Regions from separate parts of the Mus musculus genome. Here region 1 is linked to region 2. A link is a contact called in public HiChIP or PLAC-seq data. All regions are on one chromosome and are shown on one strand. Each heading gives the region's core, a stretch centred on a gene start, on an enhancer-like site or on the middle of the called end of the contact. The rest is flanking DNA. Distances are from core to core; before and after follow the strand shown. Region 1 has its middle 37 kb from the start of Gm36038. Region 2 overlaps Gm40009 (a long non-coding RNA gene).

What was found. HiChIP or PLAC-seq counts read pairs in DNA pulled down with a chosen protein or histone mark.
Region 1: a contact with region 2 is called in an H3K27ac HiChIP or PLAC-seq map of embryonic stem cells, with 15 read pairs. The contact joins two enhancer-like sites. A contact is called at or near these places in 1 of 15 datasets of contacts at CTCF or cohesin (embryonic stem cells), 25 of 484 Hi-C or Micro-C datasets (8-cell embryo, the G1E-ER4 cell line, differentiating embryonic stem cells and 7 more), 5 of 115 datasets of contacts at active chromatin or transcription factors (all in embryonic stem cells) and 1 of 9 other capture datasets (embryonic stem cells).

The regions. Positions count from the first base shown.
Region 1 is chr2:172,611,988-172,615,368 of GRCm38.p6, reverse strand. No RefSeq gene overlaps it. Among named protein-coding and RNA genes, the nearest start is that of Gm36038, 37 kb to the right of the region's middle. Within about 2 kb of position 1,373, at least 33 of the 459 cell types and tissues checked have an H3K27ac peak or open chromatin away from gene starts, as enhancers often do. A contact at or near this core is called in embryonic stem cells, extraembryonic ectoderm and induced pluripotent stem cells, where this site is marked.
Region 2 is chr2:172,497,281-172,500,473 of GRCm38.p6, reverse strand. Gm40009 (a long non-coding RNA gene) reads right to left here. Exons shown (of 3, transcript XR_867064.2): 2 at 932-1,045. Among named protein-coding and RNA genes, the nearest start is that of Gm40009, 4.6 kb to the right of the region's middle. Within about 2 kb of position 1,468, at least 19 of the 459 cell types and tissues checked have an H3K27ac peak or open chromatin away from gene starts, as enhancers often do. A contact at or near this core is called in embryonic stem cells, extraembryonic ectoderm and induced pluripotent stem cells, where this site is marked.

The DNA.
Region 1 (3,381 bases), core at 124-2,623, 110 kb before region 2:
TGCCTTGAAGGCTGGGTTGGGGCTCTTGCAGGGTGGTCCCTCACGCAGAGGCCCTGAGGCAGTGGGCTGCCCTTGGAAGGGATCCACTCCTCTGCCCCCTCCTTCTGCCCCACAGAGCAGATGTGCATCCTATCCAACCCCATACCATAATCCAAATAAAGAAACTGAGGCACAGACAGGCTAAGTGGCCAGGCTAAACCATTCACCAGGCTAGAGCTAAGACCCCTGCTCTTTCCTAGTCACACAGAGGAAGACAGAATGTGACCCCTCCCCCCAAGATTCCTTTATTTTATTCCCGAAACTTGCTTCACTGGGCCAAAGGGACTTTTCCAAGGGTCTTCAAGTGGGAGGTGACCTTGGGGACCCCAGGAAGCCTAATGTTGTCATAAAGAAGCAAGCTGGGCATGTGGCTTAGTGGTAAAGTACTTGCATATAGCATATGCAAAATCCTGGGTATGATCCACTTGCCTCTCCTCCCTGGGGAGGGCCAGTAAGAGGGGAGATTCTATTACTATGGAAGTTTGAAGGTGACAGAGGGGGCCATAAGCCAAGAGGTCTGGCAGCTTCTAGAAACTAAAAAGACAGAAGTAATATAGCCTTGAAAGGAACGCAGCCCACCATGCCTTGAATTTAGCCCAGGAGGATACATCTCAGCGTCCTGGCCTTCAGAACTGAAAGATACTGTACTTGTATTGTGTGGTGACTTTTATAGCAGGCAGAGGATCCCGGAACACACAACCCAGGGCCCCACCCCAGAGAAAGCTCTTGGCTTCAGGGATGAGTTCGCTAGTTTGAGGCATACACTTAATTAACCCTCTATCCTGAAGAAAGCCCCATCACGTGCGGTGGTGGTGGTGGTGGTGGTGGTGGTGGTGGTGGTGGTGGTGGTGGTGGTGGTTTTAGATCTGTTGACCAAAGCCTACCAGAAAGTTTTAGTTCTTTAAGAAAACTGGTCTGAGCCAGAAAAATCCCAAACTAGACCAACTGGGAAGAACATAAAACCTGGAGCTCAGGATGTCCGGCTGGATCCATTCGTCTCTCCAGCAAGGTAAGAGGTTTACCCGAAAAGCCTTCCCAAGCGTCTCAACTCGGTGGAAAACAAGGGCTACAGTCGCTTGGCGCCACTGCTCAGTCACCCTGTCGCAATCTGAGGTGCTTTACTGTTTCCAAGGCAAAGAGAAAGCCGAGGCACACCGAAGTAAAAACAAACAGAAAAGAACTGACCCTGTCGGGGAGCTATCCCCCCATCCCCAACCTGGTCCCTGATATCCCGGAGGCTGTGCTTTTGGGATTGGCTCTGAAGCAGATACGGAGTTTCCCAAGGGCTGGGGACCATCTACAGCCAGGCTTTAAGCTCAGTTTACTACGTTAAAGAGAGGAACGAAACCTTTCCCCCCAGCCCAATTGGCAGCTCACATGCAGATGAGAGGCGGAGCCGAAGGGATAATGGAACCCCGGGAGGTGATTGTGGCCCTTGATGTCACGCTGACCTTCATTCAGAGAATGATTTAGGGGACCCCCTCTCTGGTGCCAGGCTAGGTAGGAGGGACAGACAGCGGTTTGAGCTTTCAGAGGCTGTGATGGGGGCTTCAGAGCTATCCTTCTTAGGGCAGAGTGAGAGAAGGTTGGGGGCGGACGTGGCACACGGGTGAAATAGGTGGCAGAGGAAATCGTGATAAGAGAACCTGAAATGTCTGGTCTGGGTGTTTAAAGGCACCCACCAACCCTATCGACCCCTGGTGCGTCATTTATTCCAACAAATAAATATACCCTTGAACCTGACATCACCAAGTCAGTACAGTGACCTGTAGCACACCACAGGGGGAAACTCAAAAGTACAGGATCCCGGGACCCCACCCAGACCTGATGAGCTGGGCCCTGATAATAAAAGGATTCCCCCCAGTGACTTATGGGTGGGTCATCAAGCCTTGGGAACAGCAGTAAGACACTGTTCATGACTACCTGAGTCTAGATTTACAAAGCAGTGGCTTGTACCAAGTGAGGAGACACGTGGGTGGGATAGGGGAGAAAGACAGACCTGAGAGCAGGAAACCATAGAGAGGAAGCAAAGAGACCCCGGGTGGCTAGAGAAGAAGGAGGAGTTGATGAACCTTGGAATTGAAAACCAACCCAGATGGGCTGGAGAGATGTCTCAGCGGCTAAGAGCACTGACTGCTCTTCCAGAAGTCCTGAGTTCAATTCCCAGCAGCCACATGGTGGCTTATAACTACCTGTAATGGGATCCGATGCCCTCTTCTGGTGTGTCTGAAGACAGGGACAGTGTACTCACATCCACTAAATAAATAATATTTAAAGAAAAGAAAGCCAACCTAGGCTAACATATTCCAGGTAGTACCTCCTGGCAGGTTGAGAGACAAGAAAAGACGAGGTCTCAGGCACTGATGCACAATGTGGGGAGGCCACAGACAGGGTGATCACCTCTCAGAAGCCCTTTGCTGAAGTCCTTACTGATTCAAATCTCCACAAAAGCCATGCTCTCGGCACCTTCCTCTGAGTTTTTGCCTACACTGTGCTGGAATTTGAGTAATGGCCAGTTTCCTTTAAATACAATACATGTATGTTGCATTTAATCCCTGGTGACCCTGGATGGATACTCAAAAGCCCCCCAATTGCACAAGCTAACTAAGGGCTCTTGTGTACCACCCACTAAGGGGGTGGGTCCCGGGGGTGGGAAGTGTCACCAGCTTCTCCAGCTGTTCACCTGCAAACCTAGCAGCCTGAGCAGCCTCCGACTCTGGACATATTAAATCCACAAAAGAAGGGCACCTTTATAGGCACGGTGGAGGGGGCTTCATAAACACAGTTATCTGAGCTGCCAGCCGCATGCATAATTCACTCCTTTATCTGGATTCTCCTTGCAACACCTCTGTGGCAAGACTCTTGTTCTGCCTATCCACATTCTCTCCCTCGAGTGGTTTACCCCAAACGTAGCAGTACATTTAGCCTTTCTATAAGAATGAGATAGGGAGAGGGAGAGAACAGAAGAATCAAAGTGACAGACCTGGGGAGATGGCTCAGCAGCTAAGAGTGTGTGCTGCTCTTACAAGGGACCTGGGTTCAGTATAAATCACCCATGTAGTGACTTACAGCCATCCACAACTCTAGCTTCAGGATGCAGTTGTACCTCCTTCTGGCACACATGTGGTACACATACAGTGTATACAGGCAAAAAAAAAAAAAAACAAAAAACAACACTCATGCATAAAATTAAATGACTACATCTAAAATCACTTTTAAAAACAAACAGGTGCTGTGTACAATTTCAGTCCATACACACGGCCCCCAGAGTTTTATATTATTGTTCCTATTTTAAAAAGTCAGTATTGCAGGCACAGCTCAGTTTGGCAGAGCAAGCAGACA
Region 2 (3,193 bases), core at 219-2,718:
GAAAGAAAGAAGGAAAGAAAGGAAGGAAGAAAGGAGAGGAGAGATGGGGCGTGGAATGCCTGGAGGTTGACCACGCACAGCTTCGAGGGGTCTGGGCTAAGAACAGTTTCATCCTTCAGCCTTCATCCATTTACCCATAATTCCTACCCCACCTCCAGTGTCTGTTAAACACTTGGAACACAGTCACTGTGATGTAAAGTTAACCTTCCAGGGGCTGGAGAGATGGCCCAGCAGTTAAGGGTATTGGCCGCTCTTCCAGAGGAGCGGGGGTTCAATTCCCAGCACCCACACAGAGCCTCACGATCATCTGCTCCTCCAGTTCCAGAGGATCTGAGACCCCTTTCTGGTCTCCCATGGCACCCCACCCACATGGGGTACAGATATACATCCAGAGTCATATACATAAAATAAAGAAATAAAAATTTCAAAAACAGATTGCTAGCATTCCTTCTAGGCTCCGCTCCACAGTTACCTGGCAACAGCACGGTGTGCCAGACTCACTATAAAAGAGGCTGCTTGTCCCCTTCTCACTCTCTTTTTTTTGTTTGTTTGTGCGTTTTTGTTTTTGTTTTGGTTTTGGTTGTTGTTGTTGTTTTGAGACAGGGTTTCTCTGTATAGTCCTTGCTGTCCTGGAACTCACTTTGTAGACCAGGCTGGCCTCGAACTCAGAAATCCGCCTGCCTCTGCCTCCCAAGTGCTGGGATTAAAGGCGTGTACCACCATGCCCAGCTCCCTTCTCACTCTCTTACCCTCTTACTCTCTGCCCCTTCTCTCCCAGCCCCGACTCTCTCTCTCCCCCATCCCAACCCCCCCCCAACCCATATGTTCCTGGCCTGCCTCCCCTCCTCCCCTCCCCCTTGTCTTTCTATATCTCTACTCCCTTCTCAACTCCCCTCCCCATGCCCTAAATAAACTCTATTTGATACTATACCTGTCCTGTGGCTGGTACGTCAGGGGGAAAGGGATGCCACAGCATGGGCCGCAGAGGCACCTCCTCCAACCTCACCATACCGCGCTCTATCAAACATCTCTTTGGCTCCTTTTTCTTTTTTATAAAACACAACACATATAAAGTCAGTGTTGACAGTGTGCTCAAGCTGTCTAAAATACCAGACATGACGTCACAAACAAGACTAGGCCTGGGTATACGTCAGACCCCAGGCAGGCAGGTAGCTACTTAATGCAAAAAAGGCAGATGAAGATTCTCCAATCTGTCACTGGAAAAACTGACCACCCACTGAGAAGAAAGACAAACCCAGTGTCCATCCATTAGACTCTGTGTGAGAAGGTTTTATGTGTGAACGAAGTGTGCATTTGATTGACCTCTGAGTCACACACACACACACACACACACACACACACACACATTCTCATTTGTGTGTTCTTTCTGTTTCTGCTCAGCAGAAAGGAAGGCTCATGGCAAGGGCAGATATTGTTATGCAAACCTGGCTTTCCAGATCCTTCTCCGGGAAGAGGGGTAGATGACTCAGTGTTTCCCTCTGACTCGGTTTTGATTTGAGAGATGTGTCAGGAGAGTCTGGAGGAAGTGACAAGCCAGGGACAGAAGAATAGGAGGGGATTGACCAGAATTGGAAAGAAGAAGGCATTAAGAAGAAGCCTGCCCAGTCTAGGCACTAAGGCCCTGGGGGCCAGCCCTGACCAGGAGCGTATTCTAAGGCGTGAGTGGCCCTGGAGTCTGGAGAGGTCTGGAGGGCCGAGATGAGGAGGGAAGTCTTTCTCAGGAGCGTGAAATGGGTTTGGAAAGGGACTCACCTGACTATTCTAGCAAGATTTCAATGGCAACACTGTGAGAAACCAGATCTGGTGAGTGTCTGGGAGATAGTCACAGGCTCTATGAGGAATGTGAGAATGGCCTGGTTCACACACACATGCACTCACACACTCACTCACACTCACACTCTCACCCACACACACTCACTCAAACACACATACACACTCACACACACTCACATACACTCACACACTCACTCAAACACATATACACACTCAAATATACTCACACACTCATACACACTCACTCACATATATTCACACTACATACATACACTCACTCACAAACATACACACTCAAACATACACACATGCACACATTCACACACTCACTCACATACTCACATAACTCACACACACATACACTCACTCACAAACACACATACTCACACACACGCACACTCTCACACACTCACATAACTCACACACACACACACACACACCTTTTTTTATTAAAAAAATAAAGAATTGTGAGGCACCTTGAGTGTGGGGCTGGAAAAGGCACTCTCTAGTTTCCTTCCAGTTTCTGCAATAAAATACTCTGACAGAAGCAAGGTGGGGGAGAAAGGGCTTTTTTTGCTGCAAGGTTCCAGGTTCAGCCCCATGACAGCTGGGAAGTCCCAGGAAGCAGGACTTGAAGCTCTGCTCACATCCACAGTCAAGCGCAGAGAGGATGGATGCCTGTCACTGCTCAGCTCCCACTTTCTCCTCTCTTATACACTCCAGAACCCAAAGCCAGGGAATGGCGCCACCCACAGTAGACTGAGGGGACTGAGTGGACAGTCCCCTCTCCCGGCGTGGTGGCACACACCTTTAATCTCAGCACTCCGGAGGCAGAGGCAGGCAGATTTCTGAGTTCAAGGCCAGCCTGGTCTACAGAGTGAGTTCCAGGACAGCCAGGGCTACACAGAGAAACCCTGTCTCAAAAAACAAAAACAGAAACAAAAACAAAAACACAAAACAAAACAAAAAACAAAAAACCCACTCCCCTCAAGCACGCTCACAGACCAACCTGATCTAGACACCCCTCATTAAGATTCTTTTCCCAGATAATTCTAGATTGCACCAAGTTGACTTTTAAACCTACCCACAACAAGGGGGATGGACAGAAGCCAGCCTGGGGAGAAAGAGATAAAGATGGGGTATAGCAAGGGTTCTGTCTAAAGGGAAGCGAGGAAGTGCATGCAGTGTAGGATGGAGGACCAGCTGCACACTGGGCAGGTTTTCTTCTTTAGAACCATGTCTTGGTCTACAGGCCAAGGAGTGGCAAAGGATCAGAGCAACGGATCAATCAGGAGAGGGAGAGGAAAGGTAGAGACCAGGGCCTGGACAAGAACAAAAAGTGCAGACCCAGGTTCCCCCACAGCCCCGGCAGCTTACCAGGGCACAACCGGGAGAAAGC